2 separate regions of the Sus scrofa genome follow, and region 2 is linked to region 1. Evidence: chromatin contacts called from public HiChIP or PLAC-seq data. All regions are on one chromosome and are shown on one strand. The core of a region is the stretch at or near the end of the contact, and the rest is flanking DNA. Distances in the headings are between cores, read along the strand shown.

The links. HiChIP or PLAC-seq counts read pairs in DNA pulled down with a chosen protein or histone mark.
Region 2: an H3K27ac HiChIP or PLAC-seq map of alveolar macrophages shows a contact between it and region 1. The contact joins two enhancer-like sites. A contact is called at or near these places in 1 of 5 promoter capture datasets (liver), 1 of 47 Hi-C or Micro-C datasets (embryonic fibroblasts) and 1 of 2 datasets of contacts at active chromatin or transcription factors (alveolar macrophages).

The regions. Positions count from the first base shown.
Region 1 is chr7:52,692,071-52,698,288 of Sscrofa11.1, forward strand. It overlaps ALPK3 (alpha-protein kinase 3), which reads right to left. Exons shown (of 14, transcript XM_021098900.1): 4 at 4,514-4,631; 5 at 2,702-3,929. Among named protein-coding and RNA genes, the nearest start is that of ALPK3, 24 kb to the right of the region's middle. Within about 2 kb of position 2,616, at least 20 of the 83 cell types and tissues checked have an H3K27ac peak or open chromatin away from gene starts, as enhancers often do. A contact at or near this core is called in alveolar macrophages, where this site is marked.
Region 2 is chr7:52,870,353-52,876,570 of Sscrofa11.1, forward strand. SEC11A (signal peptidase complex catalytic subunit SEC11A) reads left to right here. Exons shown (of 7, transcript XM_021098904.1): 6 at 603-660; 7 at 1,133-1,656. The coding sequence ends at 1,183. Among named protein-coding and RNA genes, the nearest start is that of NMB, 9.8 kb to the right of the region's middle. Within about 2 kb of position 2,554, at least 3 of the 83 cell types and tissues checked have an H3K27ac peak or open chromatin away from gene starts, as enhancers often do. A contact at or near this core is called in alveolar macrophages, where this site is marked.

The DNA of each region.
Region 1 (6,218 bases), core at 1,366-3,865:
CAAATCAACTACAGATTAATTTAAAAGTTGAAGGAATTCAAGCACAAAGATTATAAAAACACACATTTATATTTAACTAACCTTGGAATAAAGAAAAGCATAAACACAATGGAAGAAATGGCTAAAATATGCATACTATGGCATCTTATATAACCACTAAAAATGAAGTCTTTCAGATAATTTTTAGGAACTATGAAAAGATGCTCATGACATAATGAGAAGTAAAGAAAGCAGGATATAAAACTGAATCAGGGAGCTCCCGTTGTCACTCAGCAGGTTAAGAACCCAACATAGTGTCCATAAGGATTAGGGTTCAATCCTTGGCCTTGCTCAGTGGGTTAAAGATCCAGCATTGCCACAAACTGTGGCATGGCCATAGACGCTGCTTGGATCCAGTGTTGCTGTGGCTGTGGCACTGGCCACAACTGCAGCTCCGATTCAACTCCTGGCCCAGGAACTTCAATATGCCACAGATGCGGCTATTAAAAAAGACATTTTTAAAAAATGAATATAACTGAATCAGAATAACAACGTAAATTAAGTTTAAAAATAATAAAATACATATACAGAAAGACTGGTAGATATACGAAGATGTCTCTGGATGGTATAATTATAGGTGTATTTTTACTTTTTCCTTTGAATTTTTAGAATTTTCTCCCCCACCCCCACCCCCACCCCTTTTTTTTTTTACCATGGCCATGTTTTTCTTTCATAGTGAGATTAAGATTTTTTAAAAAGATTTGATAGAACAAGAACATAAAAAATGAGTCAAATTCGGCCACTAAAAAGCAACAGCTTCAACATACACATTGATGTTAAATGCATTTTTCACATGTATGATACATTTCACAATGTTTTTGAGTATAAAAAAAGAAAAGAAAAGCCATACAAGCTCTTTGCAGGAATAGCACGGCTTCTGCAGTTAGCCCGTCCTGAGCTTGTACCACCCCAGCCCATTCTCCCCTAAGGAGGGCCTTGCTAGAAAGGATACAGCTATTCTGGCCATGGTATTCCCCACCCTTGTGGGCGGAGAAGCCAGATTCACTCAGACTTGGCTGCCTGCCTGGACTCTTACCAAATCTGCTCCCCAGGGGCCCATGAGGGCCATCTCTGCAGGAGGCCCTGCTGTGGGCTGTCTGGTACAAGGAGCAGTCCCATCTGGGCCACTAGGAACTCACCACTCTATCTGCTGAAATCTCCTGAGACCAGGCATGAAGGGGGAAAGGGTCAGGAACAGAGTCTAGAGAGCTGGGTTTGAGGTTCGCCCCACTCTAAAGTCCTCTGAACTACAGTCCCCACAGACAAACCTCTGCATCCACTGAACCAAAACTGTTTCCCCTGATAATCCTTGAAAGTGGCCTCTCCCTCCTGCCCTCAGGGAAGTTCTCCCTGCACTCCAGGAAGCATCCCTTCTCCGCTGCCCACAGGAGGGTCTACAGCAGCCTGTCCAGGCTTCACAGGCCTCCCTCCACCATCCCAAAGCCCTCCATTCTCTGCCTTGACCCCGCTGTGCAGTGCTCCTCCTGTTTCCTGGGAACCACGCTCCTGCTTCCCGCATCCCAAGAAACAATTTCATCTTAGTTCCCACCCAAGTGCTGTCTCCAATCAATGTGCTAGATTTAGCAAAGAGAAAGACTCGATACTCAGTTCTATTTAAATTTCAGACCATCAGTAATTTCTTAGAATAGCATATCCCATCTATTTTATCCAATGCACCCCTACTCTTGAAAGACCTTTTCTTTCTGCCCCTTACAGGAAACACTGCCTTCTTTCTGCCCCACCACTAAGCATTCCTTCTCTCTAAACTCTGTGAAACAGGGCCTGTCCTCCGCCCCCTGAAATATGAAACGCTGACCGAACAGGACCAACTATTTCCCTGCCGTCAGTCCTCTTGATCCCGCTCCCCTCTCCACCTGCCCCCCTTCCCGACTCCCCCACCATCAAAGTGCTGATGCTGTCACCATCTGCCTCTTCCTTTGAAGAGTGAACGCCCCTCCCCTTGTCTCCCCAGTGGGCTATCTCATCCCCAGAAAAAGACAGCACTCCGTCCTCAGGTAAAGCCATGTGCCTCTGCCTCCCACCACAGCGACACCGTGATCCTCTCACCCTTTGTTTCGTTCTTTAACACACAGCAGGCCCTGTGCCAAGCACTCGGATTCTCACAACAGCCCTATGAAGCAGGCATTATTATTATTTTGGTTTTATAACTTGCCCGGGATCATACAATGTTCACAGTCAGATTTGCACATAGGTATACCCGACTCCAAAATCTTAGATAAAAACCTAGATTAAGCCAGAAGTTCCTGGACACTGGCTCTTTTAAAAACCTTCTAAAAGCATCCAGGGCAAGACCCACTGCACACTAGGCTGCTCCTTAGCCTCCCCTGCCTCCTTCCTCCCCAGAGAACATCGTCTTCCTCTACCTCCCTCTGGGGCACAGTTCCCTTGGCAGTGAACTTCTATGCTGTCAGAGGAGATGGTCACAGTTAGGTTGTGCTGCCCATATGCCTGGCATCTGGGGACTGCCTGGGGCGAGGGCCAAGCCTGTGGTCCCCTGCTCCTGGCTAGCACCCCACCCCACCCCACCCCACCCCCTTCTATAAATACCCCACTGCTCACTGGCGGTCGGGCTGTTGCAGCAAGAGTTTCCATGAGGTCAGCTTCTCCGAGAGGCCTTCAGGCACCCAACCCCCACACTCACCCTTCCTGGAGTCTGGTGGCTGGCACGCCCTTGCAGGGGGCTATCCCGGGTGCTGGGTCTCCGCCGGGCAGGGGGCGTGGGCACTTGCGCAGAGGCCTGAGGTGGGGCCTTTCCTAGACTCTGAGCCCCAGGATCCGGATCTTGACTCAGGGAAGAATCAGTCTTGCTGCTGCTGGCGAGCTCACCTTTGGGCTTCGGAGGAGCAAATCTTTTCCTGTTGAAGGGCCTAGTCTGCTGGGGGGCCGAGGTCGGGGGCTGGCCAGGGGCAGCGGGCCCCTTCTCACCTGCCGCTTCCCCCGGTTGCTTCCCTGAGGGCATCTCTCCAGGTGTCCTGCCACTGGGGGTCTGGGACTCCTCCTCCCCTTGAGGCCTGACTGCCCGGGTGCTCTCCAAGTACATGTCCCTCAGGGAGAAATACACTTCCTGGCCTGGGCCTGCGAGGGGGGAAGGGCCAGGCGCAGGGGGGTTCTGGGCCTGATCTTGAGTGCCCTCGGCGGAGGCTGGCTTCCTGGTGCCATCTACTCCAGAGGACCCCGGGCCCCGTGCAGCCCGGCCTCTGGGCCGGGGCTGAACCTGCTCCACGGCCCCCTGTGTACCACAGGAATCGGGCTTGTCCTTGTTTTCAGAGGAGCGGTGGCTTCGAGCTGCCTTCTCTGCCTCTGGCTTCCGATGATCTTGCTTTGGTTCCTCATCTTTCTTTTTCTTCTTGGCCCCAGACTCTTTCTTGGGGGCTCTCTGAGGCCTCAGCTCCATGGCCTCACAGATATACGTCAACAGCCCGTGCTCCCCATCCTCGCCGTGCTCAGGGGCAGCCTCCCCGTTGGTGGTCACCTCTCCAGAAGCAAAACTGTTGATCAGACCTAACCCTGGGTGCTGACCAGGCTCAGTCTCTCCCTCCTGCCAAGCCACTGGGGTCCCGTCCTTGGCCTCCCGAGGAGGGGCCAGTGGGGTCGGCACCTCAGCCCCGCTCAGCCGCCGCTTTCTCTGGAAGCGGTCCGGGCTGAGCTTGCGCAGGGTGTCAGCCTCTTCCACTGCCTCCTTCCCGTGCTTCCAGCTCTGCTCAATCTCACGCATCTTTGCGGCAGCCTTGCGCTTCAGCTTGGCAAACCAGCGCTGGTGGATCTTGTACTCGGTCATGGTGCCCACCTCCAAGACCCCCGAGCAGGATACGATGCCCTTGGCATTCCGGGCAGAGGCCTGATAGATAGCAGCATCTTCTTCTCGACACCTGGAGGCAGGAGGATGAGATGGGAGGGGACAGCCCCACTCCCCGCAGCCGGGGCCTTGCTGAGCTGAGCATCTACCCCACCTGTGCCAGTCCTGCCCTGAGTGCCACACCCTACCTCCAACATCACCACGTGCAACACTCCCCGTTACGGCTGAGGAAACTGAGGCTAACGAGAGGGAGGGAGCTGCCCAAGGTCATGCTGTTCCAGGAGGGATTAGACTTGGGGCCCAGGAGAGCTCCCTTCAGAAACAGGTGACCCACACAGCCCCTTGGGAAGTTAAGGATGACACAGAAGCTTTTTTTGGCAGCTGACTTCATGGAAAATGTTTCCATGGGTCAGGACCTCCTCTGGTTGCACTCGGCTCTCTGGCTGTCAGAAATACTCCCATCCTGGCCTTAGGAGATCCCGGGCCCTGGCAGGCAGACATGGCCCACCAGGTGGTTCAGCTCAGCAGCAGAACCCCGCCTCCATCCCTAGGTCCTGCCGGGGCATCCTCATCCAGCTGACAGCATTTCCGAGGGCAGGCTTGGGCCATAGGACCCTCAGGAGGACAGAGAGAGCAGAACAGGCCCCTGCCCCTCACCTGTAGAGCTGCAGTGTGTGACGGTTGCCCTGATGGGTGATCTGGTATTTTGGCAAGCCACAGTAGCGGTCCAGCTCTGTGTCATCCTTGTACCAGGTCACCTCTGGCTCCGGGTACCCTACGAAGGAAACAGGAGATTGGGTTGCAGGAAGACTGGTTCCAAAATAATGGGAGGAGAGGACAGGATGCCATGGCTGCCCCAGACCACCTGAAGGGACTGGACTGGCCCACCCACCCCAGGCTTGCAGGAAGAAGAGGACTATCACATGGCTCCGCCTATTTCTAGAAGCTAGGCCTGGTCAAAGCTAAAAACTGTTCCTCTTCAGCAGCTGGAAGGCAAATATAAAGGAGAAACTTCCTAGCCTCTGGTAAGAAGGGAAGCAGGGAGCTTCCAGAAAGTGTGGCTGGTAGTAATAAGCTTCCTCTCTTCAGTGGCCTGTTCTACATCCTCAACTGCAGTAACAGCTCTATGCGCAGAGGTCCCTTCCCAGCCCCAAGTGTCAATACCACTGCCAAGAGCCCTCCTTCTTCCATTCCAGGTTCCTGAACTGTTAGTATTATTTGACGACACAGCTAAAACATCCATCCATCCATCCGTCCACCCATCCACACCTACCTTCCCACCCATTCACTGCTGTGAAACTGACTGAGGTGTTTTCCCTGCCCCTCCTCTCTGGACTTTCACTGTGACAGTCTCATGTCCCTGCCTCCCTGGCCACACAGTTGATTGGGCCAGTAGTGGACACACAATCAGATAATCTAACCCAATTCTTGGACCTAGTATTTGGGAATTACAACCTAGTGACAGTTAACTCTAACGTTTGGAAATAACTTTGAAGGGGTACAACCATGTTTTGCCACATGCACTGAGAAGCAGATGAAGCTGATCTACAGTGAGATGGCAAATGAAGTTGATGTTCAAGACAGAATAAGAGGGGAGTTCCCTTCATGGCTCATCATTAACAAACCTGACTAGTATCCATAAGGAGGTGGGTTCCACCCCAGTCTCACTCAGTGGGTTAAGAATCCGGCATTGTTGTGAGCTGTGATGTAGGTTGTCACAGATGCGGCTGTGGCTGTGGTGTAGGCTGGCAGCTACAGCTCTGATTCGACCCCTAGCCTGGGAACTTCCATATGCCTTAGGTGTGACCCTAAAAAGAAAAGGGGGGAGAAAAAGATAGAATAAGAAAAGGGAGGAGTTCCCGTCGTGGCTCAGTGGTTAACAAATCCGACTAGGAACCATGAGGTTGCGGGTTTGATCCCTGGCCTTGCTCAGTGGGTTAAGGATCCGGCATTGCTGTGAGCTGTGGTGTAGGTTGCAGACGCAGCTTGGATCCGGCATTGCTGTGGCTCTGATGTAGGCCGGCGGCTACAGCTCCGATTCGACCCCTAACCTGGGAACCTCCATATGCTGCGAGAGCGGCCCTAGCAAAGGCAAAAAGCCACAAAAAAAAAAGAAAGAAAGAAAGAAAAAAAAAAAGAAAAAGAAAAAGAAAAGAAAAGGGAGACAGAGAGTCTCAACATCCTTCCAAGTACTGGCTCCACTCCTTGGCTGGGCACAGCTATACTCCTACTTGTCAGTTCTAAGCCTTACCAATAAATTCTGCTTCATTTCTTAAGCTGACTCCAATTAATTTGCAATGTTTAATAGAAATCAAAGACTCCTAACATATATTCCTGTAGGTATGTGCTGACTGCCAAGCAA
Region 2 (6,218 bases), core at 1,304-3,803, 180 kb after region 1:
CCTCAGAGTCAAATGCTGCAGAAGTGAAAAGGAAGAAAGGCACTGAGAATGGTCGTCTGCATAGAGTGATTTAAACTATTCTAGAAGAAGCTTCAAGATTGAGAGAGCCAAAACCAGATTACCGGTGGTTAAAAAATGAGAGGGTGGTGAAATCTTAAGTGCTGTTAATAGAGCTGTTACATTCACCTTTTTGGACACTTAACATCAAGTATTTGGTAATGTTCTGACTGTGTTTGCATGTCTCCCCAGCTAGATTGACAGCTTTCCGAAGGTTATAACAACAAACCCAGCCCCTAGCACTGAATTAACATGTCGCATTAGGGTCACTAACTGGAGGTAGGTGACCTTGGATCTGGTACCGGTTCAACCACACAAAAGCCATGTATCTCAGGCATGAGCAGCTGTTTCCTCATCTGTAAAATGGAGATATCCCTAACTTCCCTGTCACGTGGGCTGTTGAAAGGGTCTAATAGGACCATATATGCCAATGGACTTTGTGAGCTGAAAATTAGTATTCTATGAAAGATAGTGAGAATGTTGGTAAATGATAGCAGCTACTTAGAAAGTTCTGTGATGATGAGGTTTTTTGTTTATTTGTTTAGATTTGTTCCTTATATTGGGATTGTGACGATCCTCATGAATGACTATCCTAAATTTAAGGTAAGATCTTGTACTTTATGTTTTATTAATTTTGGAAACTATTAAATGGATTATAGTTAAAAGATGGAAGACCAGTTGGATAGTGTGTTGATTTATCATGGTCACAAAGGCCAGTTTGTTCATTAACTTCGAGGATTCGTGCACTTTTAAAAGCTTCTCTGGAGTTCCTGTCGTGGCACAGCGGAAACATATCCGAGTAGGAACCATGAGGTTGTGGGTTCGATCCCTGGCCTTGCTCAGTGGGTTAAAGATCTAGCATTGCTGTGAGCTGTAGTGTAGGTCACAGACTCGGCTCGGATCTGGCTTGGCTGTGGCTGTGGTGTAGGCCGGCAGCTGTAGCTCCGATTAGACCTCTAGCCTGGGAAACTTCCATATGCCACGGGTGCAGCCCTAGAAAGCCAAAAAGCCAAAAAATAACAATTAAAAAAACACAAAAGCTTCTCTGACTTGCTGTCCTGTGTTTGTTTTCTAGTATGCAGTGCTCTTTTTGCTGGGTTTATTTGTGCTGGTCCATCGTGAGTAAGAAGTCTGCCTTGCTGTTCCTGGAAGATGCTGTACTTGTTGTTCCTGAATGTTTGGAGTAGATAATTGATCTGCGGCTGGTGGAATGGAGAACACACATGTTGGCGCTTCTCGGTAGCACTGGTTTGCATTAGTTTATGTTTCCACGCCAGAGTACGTGCGGGCGGGTGCGTGTGCACCAGGCGTGCACTCAAGGGGACTCTCAATCACAGAATTTCATATGTTGTCATTGTCACACTTTCACATTTTTGTACATCAGTGAATTTTTTATATTAAAAGGTTGAGCCAAAGCCCCAGTGTTTGTATTTTGAAGCCAAGCTTCACTTCAAAGTGCCTAACAGAGTTCTGTAAATGAAAAGGCAGCTCTGCATGAGTCTGCAACTGTCATTCCTCCTTATAATGGGAGTGGCATATACTGAGGTGGTCGTAGTCTTAACTTTTCAAAATTTTAAATAAAAGACTTTGCATATCGAACCCCTTATCCCTGACTTGTGTTTGTCGGGAAAGCTCCTGAAATTTGCTTTCCTGTGCTGGTTCTTAGCGCCCCTTGGGGAGATAAAGGCTTTGACGTGAACAGTTCTTCAGCCAAGAAGGTTGTCCTAATACAAACAACTGGTTTTTGTTTCTGATTTTGTTTTTGTGAAGTAAAAGTAGCCAATGAGGAGTTCCCTTTGGGATTCAGTGGTTAATGAACCCAACTAGGAACCACGAGGATGCAGGTTCAATCCTGGCCTCACTCAGTGGGTTAAGGAACCAGCACTGCCATGAGCTGGGGTGTAGTTTGAAGATGCAGCTTGGATCCTGCGATGCTGTGGCTGAGGTGTAGGCCAGCAGCTGTGGCTCCGATTCAACCCCGAGCCTGGGAACTTCCATATGACACAGGTGTGGCCCTAAAAGGCCAAAAAACAGACAGACAAACAAACAAAAAGTAGCTATTGATGTCCATAAGAAATCTCTTAGTTATAAAAATTGATTCTTCACCAGGGTATGACTCAGATGTGTATAAACCCAGCTAGTTGCTGAGAGGTTCAGCAAATCTCACCTTGCTGAAGACTTCTAACCTTGTCTACACTTGAGACATCCTCAGCCCCTTCTCCACCGTGGCAGTGAGTTTCAGCATCTGGGAGAGGCAGGAGGAAGGTGCTGAAGGACAGGCCTACTGCTTGTGTTCTTGAGACTCTAGTTTGCCAGAACCTGTGCGTGGCTTTGCTCTTCTCCAGTGCAGACGTAGAGAGGGCAAGGTTGAAAGTAGTAAAGACAAAGCCCCGCCGTGTTTTCCTTCTTTTAATATTGAGACAGTTAAGGAAATAAGGAGTGCATGGGGTAAGTCAGTGTATTTTAAGCACAAAAGACTCTTAATCCTTTCTGTTCTCTTTTTGTATTATTGTGAAATCTCAGAATAAGCAAGTTTTCTGGGTTGGGCTAAATGAGCCGTTTCTGTTATTTGTTCAGCTGAGGTGGAAATCAGTCCATACTGTAGTGCCAGTGGAATGAGAATAGGGACAGTTAATCTTCTGAAACCCTCCCCTATAGAGAATAGGCCATCCTAAATCCGTTATCTAGGCTTTCACCTTTCAACTTTGGATATGGGCTCTTAATGATATCAACAGAGCATGAAACTTGGCAAATTACTACTGACAGGTAGTCCTTTGAATCTGTCTTTGAGGCTTATATAGTACTTGTATTTTCTCATGAGCCATGGACAGTGTCGAATGCCTCCTCTTCCCCCCCACCACCCCGCCCATGTGGAGAGGCAGAAAATTGCTACTTACTCCATTTTTTTCTTCTTAATAACCTGCAGAGGACGGGGTTAATTGTGCAGCCTAATTGGTGCCCTGGCTAATTTGGTACCAACCTTTCTGAGACTACGCTGGAGAAGAAGTAGTGTGTTCTGCTGGCAAAGGTTGGGATCCCAAAGTTCTTTGGGTTTTTTTGGCTTTTTTTTTTTTTTTTTTTTTGCTTCACTTTTTAGCACCATACCCAAGGCATATGGAGGTTCCCAGGCTAGGGGTCGAATTGGAGCCACAGCTGCCCACCTACACCACAGCCACAACAACACAGGATCCAAGCCGCGTCTGTGACCTACACCACAGCTCACAGCAACGCTGGATCCTTAACCCACTGAGCAAGGCCAGGGATTGAACCCACAACTTCATGGTTCCTAGTCGGATTCTTTTCCAATGAGCCACAGTGGGAGCTCCCCAAAGTTCTTTGTGATCCGACCCTGCCTGAATGTAAACATCCTGATACTTGTATCCTAAGCTCTCCAGATTTCTCCTCCTTATATTATATACACTTATTGAAAGGAAAACATTATTTTCCTCCCTTGCGTATTTTCACACCCAGTTTTGTTGAAATGGCTGTTTTTCTTCCTTTGCTAGATGCTCTAGTTTGAAAGAACAGCTAAACTCTCTGAAAAGTAGTCAGATCATTTAAAAATATTTGACTCACTGTAGTAGCCAAAAATAACAAGATTATTTGTGGAAAGTGATACTATGTTCTTAGTTTTTATATTGTCTGCTTTAGTGCTATAACTTGAAACTAGAAGGTTTTATTAGTAAATACAATGTATTTTAACAGCTCTTTGGAAATGTAGGAAATGCCAGAGATGTTTAACTTGGTATTTTAATGGAATTATAAGCTCTTTGAGATTTGGCAGGGCAGGTGGGAAGCTAGGAGGGGCTCAACCTGGTGAGTGAAGAGAATCCAAGAGGATGCAAATTGATAAAACTTGAGATGAGAACATGATAATGGAATTATCTTTTGGATGTTACTCATCCACACTCGTTAGTATCTGCAAGTTATTTCCAAACGGCCTGTCCTTAGTTCTAGCCCCAAGTCTCGCTGTTCCCACTGGTCACTTCCATTTAATTGTCCTATCTTTAAGCTTCAGCTCATAGCAATCCCTGCAAACTTCCCCTCCAAATTTCAACTTTTCTTTGAACGAGTATTCACCTAGTTTTTCATTTCCTCACCCTATTTAGTCACTTAAAAGCCAACATCTACCCTGTCGTTCCATTTTCATTGCCGTCCCCTGAATCCAGAAACATACTCAGGGACCCCCTGTTGCTTGGGAGACTTTATGTCCCAGTTTCCCCTGTAATGGGCCAGTCTCTGCCTATTTTATTTTATTTTGCTTTTTAGCACCTGCAGCACATGTAGGTTCCCAGGTGGTATCAAAGCTGCAGCTGCCAGCCTATGCCAGAGCCACAGCCACGCCTAATCCAAGCCACGTCTGCCACCTACACCACAGCTCATGGCAACGCCTGATCCCCAACTTACTGAGCAAGGCCAGGGATGGAACCCACAACCTCATGGCTACTAGTTGGGAGCCACAACGGGAACTCTAATCTCTGCCTATTTTAGATCATTTCCACCTGTTCATTTTAGTACCCCTTTTATTTTTAAATAAAAGTCTCCTTTTGGGTCATAAATTGTATTTGCCCTACATATTACCTATGTGTGAAGTTCCAACTTATTCAGCTAACATGAAGCAGCCTGGAGCTATATACTCTGTTTTCACTTATAGTATCTCATGCTCTTTGCTTGTCACTTGCTTCTTCCTCTGTCACTCAGGGTGTACAGCCTTATGCTATTTGTGTATGTTTGTGGATTGGACTCCAGTTTCTCCATCAGATTGTAAGTTCCTCCAGTGCAGGAGCCCCGTTTTTATAGACACTGTACTCTGTTTTTCCAGTAGCTTCTAGCAGCATATACTAAAAGTTCAGTGTAATCGTACATTGGAACAAGAGGTAGTAACTAGGGTAGAAGCATAATTGTTGTGCTGTTATTCTGGGGCAGAGCATATGAATCATTAAAGTGATTTGTTCTTGCCTGTTATTAAGTACATTGTATCTGGGTCTTGCCAGATTTGAATCTAAAAACTTTATCTCCCTATGGTTCCACTTAAAACAGCATGTTCCCTTTCTAGAATTTTTGATGTTAATCTTATTTTCTTCTTTTGTGTGTGTATCCTTGGTCTTTTCCCATATTCTGTTTCTCAATGGGAAAAGTATTGGCATTTGTCACTTAGGGAGTCTTAGGCTTCTTAAAAAGCCTAGGCTTGAAATAAAGGCTCTGTTATCCTTGAGTACATTTCTTGGTCATTTGCATAAGTGTGTTAGCAAGTCTTCATAACCCTCTCAGGTGTGGGAGTTATCCCAAATTGTGAGGTCACCTTTCTTAAGACTTTTTTTTTAAGGGCTGCGCCTGTGGCATATGGACGTTCCGAGGGTAGGGGTCGAATAAGAGCTGCAGCTGCCAGCCTACGCCACAGCCAAGATCCGAACTGTGTCTGTGACCTAAACCATAGCTCATGGCGATGCCCAATCCTTTAACCCACTGAGTGGGGCCAGGGATCAAACCTGCATCCTCATGGATACTAGTCAGGCTCATCGCCGCTGAGCCACAAGGGTCACTCCTCTTATGATGTTTATCACTCTGTTGAACTTGAGAAATTCCAGCTGGCCAAATGGGTTGTCCACCTTCCTCACAATGCTCCTCGGTTGGGAAGACCTATTTAGGCTGTTTTCTAGCCAGGTATATCTTTGTCACTATTCTCCCTTGCTAAAACCGTAAGTAATACCAGAGAGGTTTTAGAAATAAAACAACAAATATGACCTTTCACACAAAATTGTGGTGAATTTAGATGTAGAAAGAATTCTGTGTAACCAGGAAGTGTTAAGACTAGAGTATGCAGGGATTATCAAAAAATAGCAAGGACATTGCCTTCTAAGTCACGTCGCATTCTAGGCCCTCAGGATTTTTCCAGCCTTAGCTCTCAGCAGACCCCATGTTCTTTTTTTTTTTTTTTTTTTTTTTTTTTTTGGCTTTTTGCCTTTTCTTGGGCTGCTCTTGCAGCATGTGGAGGTTCCCAGGCTAGGGGTTGAATTGGAGCTGTAGCCGCTGGCCTACACCAGAGCCACAGCAACGCGGGATCCGAGCCGCGTCTGCAACTTACACCACAGCTCACGGCAATGCCGGATCCTTAACCCACTGAACAAGGCCAGGGATCGAACCTGCAACCTCATGGTTCC